2 separate regions of the Sus scrofa genome follow, and region 1 is linked to region 2. The links are chromatin contacts, called in public HiChIP or PLAC-seq maps. All regions are on one chromosome and are shown on one strand. The core of a region is the stretch at or near the end of the contact, and the rest is flanking DNA. Distances in the headings are between cores, read along the strand shown. Region 1 overlaps STX8 (a long non-coding RNA gene). Region 2 holds the start of NTN1 (netrin-1).

Evidence for each region. HiChIP or PLAC-seq counts read pairs in DNA pulled down with a chosen protein or histone mark.
Region 1: a contact with region 2 is called in an H3K27ac HiChIP or PLAC-seq map of skeletal muscle. The contact joins two enhancer-like sites. A contact is called at or near these places in 1 of 47 Hi-C or Micro-C datasets (skeletal muscle) and 1 of 2 datasets of contacts at active chromatin or transcription factors (skeletal muscle).

Annotation. Positions count from the first base shown.
Region 1 is chr12:54,449,632-54,456,743 of Sscrofa11.1, reverse strand. All of the region lies in intron 6 of STX8 (a long non-coding RNA gene), which reads left to right. LOC110255885 (a long non-coding RNA gene) reads left to right here and starts at 6,663. Exons shown (of 2, transcript XR_002336845.1): 1 at 6,663-7,112. Within about 2 kb of position 1,538, at least 6 of the 83 cell types and tissues checked have an H3K27ac peak or open chromatin away from gene starts, as enhancers often do. A contact at or near this core is called in skeletal muscle, where this site is marked.
Region 2 is chr12:54,082,907-54,090,541 of Sscrofa11.1, reverse strand. It overlaps NTN1 (netrin-1), which reads right to left and starts at 1,075. Exons shown (of 8, transcript NM_001044548.1): 1 at 1,008-1,075. Within about 2 kb of position 5,026, at least 5 of the 83 cell types and tissues checked have an H3K27ac peak or open chromatin away from gene starts, as enhancers often do. A contact at or near this core is called in skeletal muscle, where this site is marked.

The DNA of each region.
Region 1 (7,112 bases), core at 289-2,788, 370 kb before region 2:
TCCATCCCTGGCCTTGCTCGGTGGGTTGGGGATCCGGCGTTGCCATGAGCTATGGTGTGTGTTGCAGACGTGGCTGGGATCCCGTGTTGCTGTGGCTCTGGCGTAGGCCGGCGGCTGTGGTTCCGATTCGACTCCTGGCCTGGGAACCTCCATGTGCCGCGGGAGCGGCCCTAGAAAAGGCAAAAAGACAAAAAGATCCACTTGCTAGCTCCTGAAACCTATGACTCTGTTTCTTTACACAGAAAGAGGGGCTTGGAGATGAGGCCATTTCGGATGATCTGCATGGGCCATTGTAATTCCAGGGGTCCTTAAAAGCGGAAGGAGGCAGGCGGGCCTGTGTCAGGGAGCTGTGATGTGAGAAGGGCCCCCAGCTGCTGCTGGATCGAGGATGGAAGGGGCCCCAAGCCACGGATGCGGGCAGCCTCTAGAAGTCGGCAAGGCCAGCAAAGGGGCTCCTCCCTAGAGTTCGAGGAAGGATTGCAGCCCTGCTGCCACATTGATTTTTTTGTTTTGTTTTGTTTTTAGGGCCACACCTGCAGCATACGGAGATTCCCGGGCTAGGCATCAGATCGGAGCTATAGCTGCTGGCCTATGCCACAGCAACGCAGGATCCAAGGCTTGTCTGCAATATACACGACGGTTCACGGCAACACTGGATCCTTAACCCACTGGGTGAGGCCAGGGATCGAACCTGTGTCCTCATGGACGCTAGTTGGGATTGTTAACTGCTGAGCCATGACGGGAACTCATACATGTTGATTTTTAACCTAGTCAGACCCAGGTCTGACTCCTGAGCTCCAGATCTGTAAGTTTGTGTTGCTTGAAGCCACTGAGTCTGTAGTAATTTGTTACAGCAGAGATGGGAAACTTAACTAATACAGAGGTAGAAGGAATCTGGTTATTTCAGAACGTTGCTGAACCTCCAACCAGCTAACTCTGGATAGCTGACTCTTGAATTTCTCATCACAGGAGACAGGTTTCTGTGTTCTTTAAGCCAGTCGAGGCTGATTTTCTGCTTCTTGCTGCCTAAGCTGTCCAGCCTGACATACACAAGCTTTGCAGAATGGACTCGAAGTGAGCATTTGTTGAATTGTGAGAAAATGTTGGAGAAAAGCCCCAGAACCCACATCTAAAGAAGCGGGGCTGTTTTCTGAGTCATACTAAGTGTAATAACTTAGAGCTTTTTTTTTTTTTTTTAAATAAAAGACACAAAAGATGTTTGGAAGGATGGATAAATTATTTGAATGCTGAGACGGCCTGGAACTTCAGCAGGTGCACTTTCAAATTGCCAGATTCATTTCCTATTGTGACCTCCAGGCATCCGCATTCTCTTTTCCGAAATAACATTTCAACAGACCCAGCGACCATGCCAAGACGTGATTATTTTTACAAATCCAGATGACTTCCTAATTTAGGATCGCTCCAGCAGAGGTAGAAATGAAGGGAAACATAGACTCTTTTTCCATCTCCGCAGAGTGGGAACAGCCCCAGTCCTGGCCTGAACCAAACGCTGCTGACAACTATGAAAGCGGTTATCATCGGACAGCTGTTCAATGGCCCCGGTGAACTCAGCTGGAGGCTCAGCCCAGTTTAAGATCAGAGAGGCCAAAGATCAAATGCTATTTCGGTTGGTTGCCAAGCCCTTGCTCCACCACTTCTGGGTTTCAAATTAGTGTTGGTAATCGCTGCTCACCAACCCTGAGACCCGCGACCCTCTGTACTCGCTCCACCCCCCACCCCCCGGATAAACATGCTCAGTCTCGCTGCCCCCTCCTCCCCCTTCCACCAGAGAACCGTTTTTTCCAAGGTAGATAAATCTCCCGTCCACGGAAAAACACAGCTTGTGTCGTGGCATCCCGCCCTGCCTGTGTAGCGAAGGCCTCCTCTAAAGGTTGTGTGTTTAATATACGGAACATCCGTGAACCTGTCCTTCCCAGCATCCAGATCCTGCAGATCCAGCTGCAGTTGTGGTGTTAGGGTGGTGGGGAGGGTGTCCTGGGGACAGTCAACGGTACCCCCCAGTCCCAGAGGGGAGGGTGGGGCGGTGGACTGCCGAGGATTCTTGGCCCAGTGTTTCATGTGAAAAATGGTCAGAGCCCTAATGAGACTCGCTGCTCAGAGACGTGCGCTTGGAGTTGCAGGCTGTAAAGTTGTGTGAATAATTTTAAAAGCGTCTTGGGTAAAAGACTCTGTATGGAGCGTTAGCCCGCTTGGTGGACACGGTGAAATGTGCCATCTGGAAAGCGTTACTCCAGTGTCTTTCTTGTCGGTATGGGGTTCCTCCTTCCCTTTTCTTCCTCTCCTGAGACCACCATCAAAATCATCCTGGTTTTCCTTCACCTACTGTCTTGATGACTTGCTGCATCGCAATTCTTTTGTTGGCGCTTTTTTCCGTACCAGCATGCCAACGTATTTCCCTTGCTGTGCCTTCTCTGGCATTCCCCCAGGGCTTTCGCTGTTAGTTATCCTTGCTTATAAACATGCATACCTGAAAATAAGATAATTCCTGCATTTCCAAAGAGAAGACCCCACCCTACCACCGAATTTCTTGCCCACCTTGGACTGTATATACTTTTAGGGCTATAGTTAATCAATTGTCTCCTTATAAAATGGGTAATGACATATTTAAAACAACTTGGAAACATAGCTAGCACTACAGCCTTTCCCACATTAATTTTATGAAATCATCTCATTCGGACTCCTCCACTGCGTCTTTATTTATTTATTTATTTATTTTTTAATTTATTTTTTTGTCTTTTTGCTATTTCTTGGGCCGCTCCCGCGGCATATGGAGGTTCCCAGGCTAGAGGTCCAATCGGAGCTGCAGCTGCCAGCCTACGCCAGAGCCACAGCAACGCGGGATCCGAGCCGCATCTGCAACCTACACCACAGCTCACGGCAACGCCGGATCGTTAACCTACTGAGCAAGGGCAGGGACCGAACCCGCAACCTCATGGTTCCTAGTCGGATTCGTTAACCACTGCGCCACGATGGGAACTCTGAGCGTCTTTATTGATTTATTTATTTGTTTTGGCTTTTTAGGGCCGCGCCTGTGGCATATGGAGGTTCCCAGGCTAGGGGTCGCACCGGAGCTACAGCTGCCGGTCTACGCCACAGCCACAGCCCCACGAGATCCAAGCCATGGCTGCGACCTACGCTGCACCTTGCAGCAAGGCTAGGTCCTTAACGCACTGAGCTGGGCCAGGGATCGAACCTGTGTCCTCGTGGGTACTAGTTGGGTTTGTAAGTGCTGAGCCGCAGTGGGAACTCCCTCCATTGCATCTTTGATAACAGCGTTTTTGTCTCCAAAAACCACAGTAGAGCAGCATCTCCCAGCTGACCCCTCTCTCCAGTACAATTCCCACTTCCCTGTTGCCCTCCTAGTTGGGGCAGGAGGGTCTTAACAGTAAGACCTTGCAGGAAAGCAGCAGCCACATGGCACATTTTCTTTCTTGACTCAGCAAACCTTTTTCCAGCACCCTCGGTCGCACAGGGCTAAGGGCTGCTGCGTACAGAGGTAAACTGGAACGGGTTCTTCTGCCCTTCTTCCCCCAGCCGCCTCCAAGGGATTTATATTCTAGTGGCGAAGGCAGCACTGGGAACAGGGAGTCACAATATTTTATAAGAAAGGCAGATAATAGGAGCTACCAAGTGCCGTTTGAAGGCTCTGCACAGTGCTTGTCTTCCTGTCGGATTCAGATCCGAACGTGTGTTTTTCACCGTCTGTGTGACCGTTACGGCCTCGTCAGTGTTAATAATAAGAGTATTTTTCTCCGTATTTTTCCTCTACATTTTGACTGTAGCGGTGGCAATCAAGCTGGTTAATTGTTAGCTTTCTTGACTGTTCCCAAGTTTTACAGTGGATTGGATAAGCTATGAGCCAGTATCAGTGCGTTTCAGGGCCTCGGAAATGAACCTTTGGGCCTCTCACCCCAGTTTCTAGCCACCTTGGGCCCTAGAAACAAGGTCCAGTCCATCCCGGTGGCAAACGTAGGCATCTGAGCGTTCCCAAGTGGATGTTCGCCTGGACGCCCTCAACAGCTCGGATCTGTCGTGGCTGTGGTACCTAAGCTGGGCTGCAGCTCCGATTAGAACCCTGGCCCGGAAACTTCCATATGCTCTGCACGCACCCGCCCCCCCCCAAAAAAAAGAAAAATAGAAACATTTATGTTTAACTTCTAGTTGCGCCAAGAATTTTTTTTTCTTCCATATTTGGTACCTGAATTCCATTCAAGATTGAAGAGAAGTTTTTCCCCCTCTTACCCCACCTTTTTCTCCAGCATCAGTTTTCTTGCCCACAAGCACTCTTGTGTTTGAAAGCAGGGAAAATAGAGCTAATCGTTTCAGGTATTTCTAGGCCGGACAAAGGCTCCACCAGGCAGCTCTCAGGTATGGGAGTGTCTGGGGTAAAAATGAATTAAGATCCTTAGAATAAAACACCAAAGATACCAGATTATGTTCTAGTCACTGCTGGGGAGAATTTGAGTCTCATACCAGCCTGGTTCATCGTAAGGATGAAATTGCCATCGGGACATATCTTTTGGTTGCTTATTTATCTTTGGACCCCAGTAGAATAATTAATGCCCCTTATGTTAAGACAGAGTTGCAGTAAATGCTTCTGTATTTTCAAGGTAGATCATTCAGGCAACTTAACTGGGTTAAGAAGAAAGCATACATCAGATACAGCTTGAATCAAACCAAAGAAGCAAAAAGGAAGCAAACTGTCAGACTCACATTTTCTAAGCAGTGAAACTTTTGGTCCGTTTTCTAAGAATCCTGGGACCATGTGTGGATGTGTCAGTGGGTGTAGATATTTGTATATTTCTATTACGCATTTGTTTCTTATGAAGTAATCAAAAGTCAGTGCTTGTTGGGGGGAAGAAGCCAGCACCTCGAGTGTTTTTCCATTCTTCCTTAAATACTCATTTTTCATGGAAAGGGGAGAACTTAGAGATGGGTTTGTTTATTGAATTCTAAACGTAATTTGGGCAGAAGTATTGTGGGAACTAAATGATGACTCTTGGCATAGGGATTCTTGTGCCTTTTACCTGACACAAAGTATATAATATTTTAAGCTCTACAAGCCACTCGAAACCGTGAACTCTGGCGGGAGCCAGATCTGTGTCAGAAGTACCATTTTCTTTAGAAAAATTATGAAACCCCTTGTACCCAAAGGGAATTAGTGCTTCGTTGGGAAGAGTCCATCAATGGTTGACATTATGCCTTATGTAAGTTCTCAAACAGGGACTGTCTATCTCCAGAGATAAGCGCACTTGGTGACAGTGTGAGATGAACAGATGAGATGACCTTGGCTTGTGCGACTCTGTTTTTTTTTTTTCCTCCACAAGCAGATGGATTTAAGCCGCCTCCGCCCAGACTACTCTGAAACTTTAACAAGTTAGGGGGCTTACAGGGAGAATTCGATCCGGCAAAGTGAATAATTCAGAGGATGGATGCCGGGAGAGACGGTGTAAACAAAGGCGAGATTTCTAGAATCGAACACAGGCCAGAAGTGTCGCGGGATAAAGGTCAGCATGACTTGAGGACGGAGGAAGGCAGCTTGTCTGGTTCGCGCTGTGTCCTCCGTGCTGAGCCCGGGCCCGGCCCGCAGCCTCTTCTTCCCAAACGTTCACTGGGGTGTTGGACGCTGGGGGAAGGGTCTTAGGCAAGAAGGCCACGGAGAGGGCTTGTTTCAGGATGTCGGCTGGAATTCCTCCCTCGGCAGTTCGGAGCAGATACAGACTCCTGAGAAGACCACCAAGAAAGAAAAGTGCTTCGTGAGAACTGTTGCTGTATGAGCTTAAAAAAGATGCTGATTTGAGGCTGAGGACTGGGTCGTGCTGTGCCAAACCATTTTGCTGGTCTTTGGTTGGAGTGGCAAAATGCATCTGATTTAAAACAAACAAAAGTCATGCCGTTATGTGATGCCTGTGAACAGTGGTACACATGAGAGGAGGATTGGAAGGAATCGCCAGTGTTAGAGCCTTATTGTCTTTTGTTGCCTTTTTGTGCGTGTTAGGTTTATTGGGCAATAATTTACGTGTAGTACATTTTGTCCTTTGGGGGCAACAGTCCCTGAAGTTTTGGTAAGCACGTGCAGTCATGGTATGGATCAAGTCCGTCACCACGGAATGTTCTCTTGTGCCCTTTGTAGTCAGTTCCTCCCTCCCTCCCAGCCTCTGGGCATCACTGGTGTGGTTTCTGCCTTTATGGTGTTGCCTTTTCCAAAATAAAGTGTAGCGTGGAATCATGGAGTATGTAGCTTCTGTTATCTGGCTCCTGGCACTGAGCACAAAGGCATTTCGGCTCCATCCCTACTGTTGCTTGTATCAGTAGTTGGCTCCCTTTTACTCCTAAAGAATGTTCCACTGCATCGCAATTTGTTTCTTTCAAATTTTTATTTATTTATATTGAAATCAAATTTTTATTTATTTATATTGAAATAGTTGATTTACAACATTGTGTTAGCTTCAGGTCTACAGCAAAGAGATTCTGTTATACATGTAGATGGGTGTATATGTATGTAGTGTATACATATTCTTTTTTAGATTCTTTTCCATTACAGGTTATTATAAGATATCAGATATAGTTTTCTGTGCTATATCATAGGTCCTCGCAGGTTGTCTATTTTACATACAGTAGTGTATATCTGTTAATCCCAAACTCCTAATTTATCCCTTCCTTCCTCTTTTCCCCTTTTTTAGCCACACACTTGTTTTCTATGTCTGTGTTTTGTAAATAGGTTCATTGGTATCTTTTTTTTTTTTTAGATTCTGCATAGAGGTAATATGCGACATTTGTCTGTGTGGCTTCACTTAGTATATAATCTCTAGGTCCATCCATTGCTGCTAATGGCACTATTTCGTTCTTTTTTATGGCTGAGTAATATTCCATTGTATGTATATCCCCTTATCTTCTTTATCCACTCATCTATCAATGGCCACTTCAGTTGCTTCCATGTCCCGTCTCTTGGAAATAGTGCTGCTGTGAGTGTGAACTTTGTTTCTTCATTCACCAGGGGATGAATTGGCTTGATTTGGCAACTTAGAGTCAAGGCGCTGCAAACATGTGCATTTAGGTCTTCGTGGGAATAAATGTTTCACTTCTCCTGT
Region 2 (7,635 bases), core at 3,777-6,276:
CCCAGCCCAGCTCCAAGGTCCGCGCCTGGAATTAGCTGCGCCTCCGTCTTAGTTTAGCATTTGCTTTTCTAATCAAGCTCTTTGTCCCCTGTGGCCTTAACCCGAGCCCCCTGCTTCTCCGTTTCCCCTCGGGCCCCGCCTGGGTCTCGCTCTCGCCCGACTTTCCCGTCGAAGGCAGTCGAGTGAGTGATTCCCGGGAGCCGCGGCCGAGGCCGGCGGGTCCGCGGCGCGGGCCGGGCTGTATGGAAATGGCCAGAGGAGCCGGCGGGCGCGGCGGCGATTTATTCTGGGAGTGACAGCCCCTTTGAGCACTCAGCGAATGGCATTTTCTGTCTGTGAAAGCCTTTCTTCCCACCTCTGTTCAGATTAGCCCGGGGGATGAATGCGCCCATTATCCAGCCCGCTGACCATTCTGAAACGCCAAATTAATTACTAAGCACTGAATCAGGCGCCGGGGCCGGGGCACTGGGAGGTGTGAAAATAGCGAGCGACTGGAGCTGGGGAAGGCGAGGGGCGCAGCGCCGAGAGGCCGGGCGGGGTGGCCCGGGGCGCGGGCGCGGGCGCGGCGCGGCTGGGGCGGGCTTGGCCGGCCGCCGAGCGCGACCTGCCGGCGTGACCGGACGCGACCGCGGGGCAAGCGGGCTGCCGGGGGCCCCCGGCCGGCGGCAACGCGCGGAGCAAGGGTGGCGGCTCCCGCGGGCTAGGCTCGCCGGAGGCGCGGCCGGAGCGCGCCAAGGGCGCGGGGCGCGGGGCCGCGTCCGGAGCGTGCGCCGAGCGCCGGTGCCTCCTCGGCTTCCCCGCGGGGGACGGCCGCCCCCAGACGGCCCTGGCCCCGCGGCAGCGCCGCCGTCCCCGCCCGGGCGCTCGCCGCTCCAGCTGCCCTCCGAGGCCTTCCAATAACTTGGGCTCCGCCGGGCTACCGCGGCCCCGACCCGAGCTTCCCGAGCGCGGGGCCGCCCGGGGCTGCCCCACCGCGCCCCGACTGCGGCTCGGCGGACGGCACTTACCTCCCGAGGTGCCGGGCGGGAGAGGGAGGCGAGCTCTCGGCGGCTCCCGCTGGAGTGCGCCGGGCGCGGGGAGCGCGCGCCTTTAAGACTCTTCCCCAAGACTCCGCCAGGTGGTGTCAGGCCGGCCGGGCCCTGGCGGCTCCGCACCCCCGCGGCCACCCTGCTTCCCCGCCCGGCGGGGCAGCACCCAGCCACTCGCTCCCACTCGGCGCCCCGCCGCGCCCACTCCAGCGAAGTGGAGCCCGAAGCACCGGAGGATAGGATGGGTATAATTTGGGATCCGCGGATGCTCGCGAGAAAGGCACCCATCCTACCCCTCTAGCTTTAGTGGATGGAGGAATCTCTCTTGGGCCGGAGGCTGGAGTGGGGGAGGGGGAAGAGGCGAGGATTGAGAAGGCTTGTCTAGGACGTGCGATTATGCCCCCACTTTCATCACCCCAGGACGCGCCTTCAAGTCCCCGCGAAACTGGTCCCCTCGCCCTTGATCCAAGATGGCGAGTGACACGCCTCCCCCGGCCACCGCTGAAACGACTGGAGGGATGAAAGAGAGAAGTGTCGCCACTTAAAACTAGGGAAATGTACCCGTCACCCTCCTGAAACAAAACTTTCAGAGGACCCGAGGGGAGGACCCCTCTGAGCTGCAGGAGTCGGCCGGGGACGCGCAGAGAGCAACCCTCGCTCCCGGGCGCCTCCTCCAAGCTGCGGAGGGGGAGTTGAGGCGCGCGGCCCGCACCTGGGGACCCTCTGCCCAGCTCCCCACGCCGCAGGGCACACGTTTGCGAGCGTAAACCAGGGTTCTAGCTTCAGGCCATTGTTCGAATTTTCCAGTATGTGTCTTCTGGTTCAAAAAAAATTTTTTTGACGCTTGTTGAGATTTCCAACTGCGTGAATGCTTAACTCAGCTTTTCTGTCTTCAGTGTTCACTGAGACGTCTTTGATATAAACGTCTTCCTCATTCCGAGTTCCTTATTTTAATTAATTTCTCACACAACTGAAACGCTTGGGGGAAGGGCAGAGAGGGCACTTTTTGAGTACGGCCGAGAATGCCTCTCTATTAACCTACACAGACCCTAGTTAGACATTAGATCCCATAGGACAGAGAATCCACCACCCTTCCGGCTCTGCCAGACAGGGGTGTGGTTAGCATAAAACCAGGGAAATGGGCAGAAAGAGCTTACGTTGATCTGTGATCCGTGATTCAGAGGAGCCATGAAGTGACTCTTTGTGACTAGGCGTTGTTAATTCATCGTGTTCTGATTTTGATGGTTGCAGAAATGTCTCCTCGGTTTTAGAGAAGAGCCTCATTCAGACCTTTCCATCTTTTGGGGGCCATCTGGCTTGAGTTGCCTCCTCTACTAATTGTGCCCTTGGGTTCGTCCCTTCTCTTGTCCCCTTCTCTGCTTCTCCTGGAAAATGAACACGCCGGCTACATGATCTCTGTGCTCCCATCCGGCTCCAACAGTCTGGGAATCTAAAAAGCAACCCCCCCCCCCACGGTAACACACTATTTCATACCAACGAGGACGGATATATAGAAAAGACAGATAATAACAAGTGTGGGCAAGGCTGTGGAGAACTTGGAGGCTTCCTGCACGCCTGGTGGGAATGGAAACAAATTGGAAAAGCCTGGCCGTTGCTCAAAAGGTTACACGTGCAGTCACCTGTGATCCAGGAATTCCACTCCTAGGTAGGTACCCGAGAGAAACGAAAACATATGCCCACACAGACACATGCACGCAAATGTTCGTAGGAGCGTTATTCATGATAGTCTCAAAAAGTAGAACCAACCGAAATGTCCATCAACTGATGGCTAGACCAATACAATGGGGTCTATCCATATAAAGCCACGTTATTCAGCCAGAAGGAGGAATGAAGACTAATACATGCTCCAAGGTGGATGGACCTAGAAGACAGTGAAAAAGTCACCGACAGTCACAGATTTCCTGGTGCCATTTATTATGAAATGTCCAGGGAACGCAAATCTGTAGAGGCAGAAAATAGATGTGTGGTGGCCTAGGGCTGGGGCCGGGGGTTGGGGGCAATGCGGACTGAATGCTAATGCGAGTGGGCTTTCTTCTGAGGGTGGTAGAAATTGATTGGGGCCAGGATTACACAACTCGGTGACTCTACCAAAAGCGTAGTACAGCTTAAGGGGATGGATCGTATGGCATGTGAGTTGTATCACAATACAGATATTATATGAAAAAATACCAACTGTGTCTCTCTTCTTGTGAAGCTTAGAGGATAATTGGGGAATTAGCCATTTCAAGGCCTCTGAATCGCCCAAGGAATCAAGCACCCTCTTCACGCTTCGGCACAAAGATTTCCACGGTGCATACAAAGGCAAGACTCTTCCGGATCTTACCATGTCCTAATACTTACGTATGAACTTTCTGCTCTTCTTCCTCTCTTTTGGAAATTCTCCAAATGGCTGCAGGCCTTACTAGTCTGGCTCTCGGGATAAGGTCCCCCAGGACAGCAAGGCTATAGCACAGTTGCTAAGAGTAGCAACTGTAGAGCCAGGCCTCCAGGTTTCAAATCCCAGTCCTGCCTCTCACTAGCTGCCCCTGTGACAAAGTCAAGTCCCTTACCCTCTCCGTTCCTAGGTTTCCCAGTATGCAAAATGGGGACAACAGTGCCTATTTCATAAGGATTATGTCAGGATTAAATGGGTTAATCTAGGAAAAGTGATAGCCCGTGGTAGGCACCCCATAAGGGTTAGGCACTCCATAAATGTTAGCTCTTGATATATTACCTTATTATCGTTAGGCATCTGCCAATTAAAGCACAGACCTGCTATTTTCCCATGTGCCACTAGGTGGCGCAATCGCACCACTTCGGGCAACGAAAATGGCCCCTGGGTCCCGTGAACAGTTAACCCTGGACTTGGCGAAACCATGCAAATACGCTGCGGTTGCGGTTCCACCTGTGAACCGTATATAGTAATATCACCTCTTAGGCGGTAAACGTCTCTAATCAGTGCCACTCACTGGAAAAAAAAGTTCTTTCCAATCCAGAGAAACCAGTGCATCTGTGTGAATAAAAAAGCCTGGTCCCTACCAGCTCATGCATTACCCCCGACCCACAGCGGCGAGTTTTCCCACCGCGTCCTCCTTTTTATTACAAAGATTGGTAACACCCTCCCGTCTCCATCCCGAAATGAAATTTATAGACGACGTAGTTCTCCGACACACATAATTTCTCCCCCATGCCCGTACAATGCCCTGAGAGTAATATAAGGAAGACATAAAAAGAAACTTCTGGGTGGTAAAATAACTGCATTTCAATATGCAAATGCTTGGGCACGACGACATTAGATGGCACAAAGAAACAGCTGAATGCTCGCACACCTGAGGAGAATTACCGAGAAGACGCCAGCAGCAAATGGCCTTTGAGAGGGTGTGTTGCTTTGGGGCTTCACACATCTTGAGTGGCGCTGCCCCGGGCACCATGATTTTCCAAAAGGGGTCAACACAGTTCTGGGTCAAGGTGCCTTCCCGGAAATATTAGTGTGTGTGAAAACTGGGAATCAAGACAAAACAAATTCTTTGTGTTCATAGACAAAATACAATCAAAACCCTGGGCACAGATTTTTTTTTTTTTTTTTTTTTTTTTGTCTTTTGAACATCTATTGGGACATTTAAAAGTTGTACAGGAAGTTGGGTTGTGACTGTCCCCATGTGCACTGCAGAGGCCTGGCCCCTCTGATTCCTGACCCCTCAATAGCAGGGGTGTGACCCCCGTCACTGTGACAGCCGAAAACCCCTTCACCACACATTTTCAATGGAACAACAGCAGCTCTGCTGAGAACCAGGGTCTAAACTGTTCGGGGGCATTTCTAGCAAAGCTGGCACTGGGTCTGCTTAGGGCTCAACTTGTAAAAGGCACTGGCTTTTTTCTCCTCTACACAAATACACTTGTCTGGAACTAGAGCCGGGATTGGAAGGGGGTTCCAGAGAGAGGGAGGCTGTGGGAGGGGCCTTGGCCTCTAAGCATCTCTCTTGGTGTTAGCTCTTTGTCCGGGAAGGGGAGGCCTCAGGAGGGAGGCTGGTCTTGCCTGCCAATCTCGGGCACAACCCAGTGGTCTGTTTGAGGCTTTTCCTAAAACCCAGCTGGGAAGTAAATCAGCACAGACATAATCCTGATTTTAGCCACAGGGGCCAGGGCCTCTGAGCAAACCCCTGGCTTATGAGAATTTCCTGCTGTACATTCGCTTGGCATGTCAATCTCAGGCTATTCTTGCGCTGCGTTCTCAGGAATGGGGCCAGCGAGACCAGGGCTCCTGGGGACAAGGTTCTGACACACTGGCACGTTCAGGCTTGCTCGCTGGCTCCATTAATTACGTTCACCTCCACCTGCTACACGGCTCTTTCCGGTCCTCGCATCTGGCCCTTCCTTTCTCTCGGCGGCTATGGCACCAGCGTGCACACCCCCCTCCTAACTCCCCACCCCAACTTTCAGCTCGTCTGGCTGGAGAGGCAGGTAGGACACGACCCGACCCCCACCCCCACCCCCACCCCCCTGCTGGTATTCCTGGAATTCAGCTGGTTTCGCAAAGCAAGGCGGGAGCTCCCCTGAGCCCAGGCAGCTGCATCTTTTGGTACACATTCCATCGCTCCTGCCAATTGATGTCTCAGGGCCAGCTGGTCATCTCTGACACAGGTTTGGATGCCGCAAGAATTCCCTCCCAGACTCTCTGGTCCAAAAAAGGGCAGCTGAAGGGCCCAGGAGGCTTCCTGTCATCAAACAAATGGGTCAGAAGCCTGTGACTCTGGATATTTCTGCTCTGCAGACAACAGACCAGATGGCTCCTCACCGAGGCATCCACACACCTGCAGCCGTAAGCCCACTTGGCTTATCCAGTGCACACACATCCCGTGACTACCTCCTGTGCCGCGAGTTTGCGTTTCCCTGATGACTAGTGATGCTGAGCATCTTTTCATGGACCTGTTGGCCATTTATATGTCTTCTTTGGAGAAATGTCTACTCGAGTCTTCTGTCCATTTAAGAAAATCTGATTGCTTGTTTTTGCTATTGAGTTGTATGAGTTCCTCATGTATTTTGGACATCAGCCCCTTTTCAGATGGGTAGTTTGCCAATATTTTCTCCCATTTTGTAGGTTGCCCTTTATTTTTTGTTGTTGTTTCTTTTGCTGGGCTTTTCAGTTTGATGTTGTCCTACTTGGTTTTGGCTTTTGTGGTTTGTGCTTTTAACGTCATATCTAAAAAAAGCATCCATGGGGTTGCCTGGTGGCACACCATTGCAGCATTGTCACTGCAGTGGCTTCTGTCGTTGCTCTGGCCTGGGTACTTCCACATGCCATGTGCAGTGGCCAAAAATAAATAAATACAAATTGAGAAATTAAAAATCATTCAAAACTTTCCAGAAATTCAAAATTGTTGTCAAGGAGCTCTTCCCTTATGCATTTTTCTAGGATTTGTATGGTTTCAGGTCTTCTGTTTAAGGCTTGAATCCACCTGGAGTTAATGTTTGTGCTTAGTGTAAAGATAGGCGCCTAGTTTCATTCTTTTGCATATGAATATCCAGTTTTCCCAAGACTATTTTTTTTTTTTTTGTCTTTTTTTTAGGGCTGCACCCACAGCGTGGCATATGGAGATTCCCAGGCTAGGGGTCTTATCAAAACTACAGCTGCTGGCCTGTGCCACAGCCACAGCAATGCCAGATCTGAGCCATGTCTTCGACCTACACCACAGCTCACGGCAACACCAGATCCTTAACCCACGGAGCAAGGCCGGGGATTGAACCCGCAACCTCAAGGTTCCTAGTTGGATTCGTTTCCCTTGCACCATGATGGGAACTCCCCAACACTATTTATTTATCCTTTCTTATTGATTATTCTTGGCTCCCTTGTCAAACATTAGTTGACTATATATGTGTGTGTTTATTTCTGGGCCCTCTAGCCTGTCCATTCATCCCTGTGTCTGTTTTTATGCCAGGACCATACTGTTTTGATTACTACAGCTTTGTAATACAGTTTGAGAACAGGAAGTGTGATACCTCCAGCTTCATTCTTCTTTCTCATAATTGCATTGGCTGTTCAGAATTTTTTGTGGGTTCATAAGGATTTTAGTATTTTTTTATTACTCAATGTGTTTTATTACATTTATAGTTGTGCAACAATCATCAACTATTGTTTTTACTATTTCTGTGGAAAGTGCCATTGGACTTTTGATAAGCATTGCAGTGACTCAAGAGGTGGCTTTGGGTATTATGGATATTTAAACAGTATTAAGCGTTCTGATCCATGGACATAGGATAGCTTTCCATTTACTTGTGTTTTCTTCAGTATCTGTTATCAATATCTTAAAGTTTGTGGTGTATAGATCTTTCACGTCCTTGGTTAAATGTATCCTAATTTATTATTTTTGGTGCTGTTGTAAATGGGGTTGAGTTTGCTAACAATAGGAACACAACTGATTTTTTTTTTTTTGGGGCTTTCCCACAGCACATGGAGGTTCCCAGGCTAGAGGTCAAATCGGAGCTGTAACCACCAGCCTACGCCAGAGCCACAGCAATGCGGGATCAGAGCCATGTCTGTGACCTACACCACAGCTCACAGCAATGCTGGATCCTTAACCCACTGAGCGAGACCAGGGATCAAACCCGC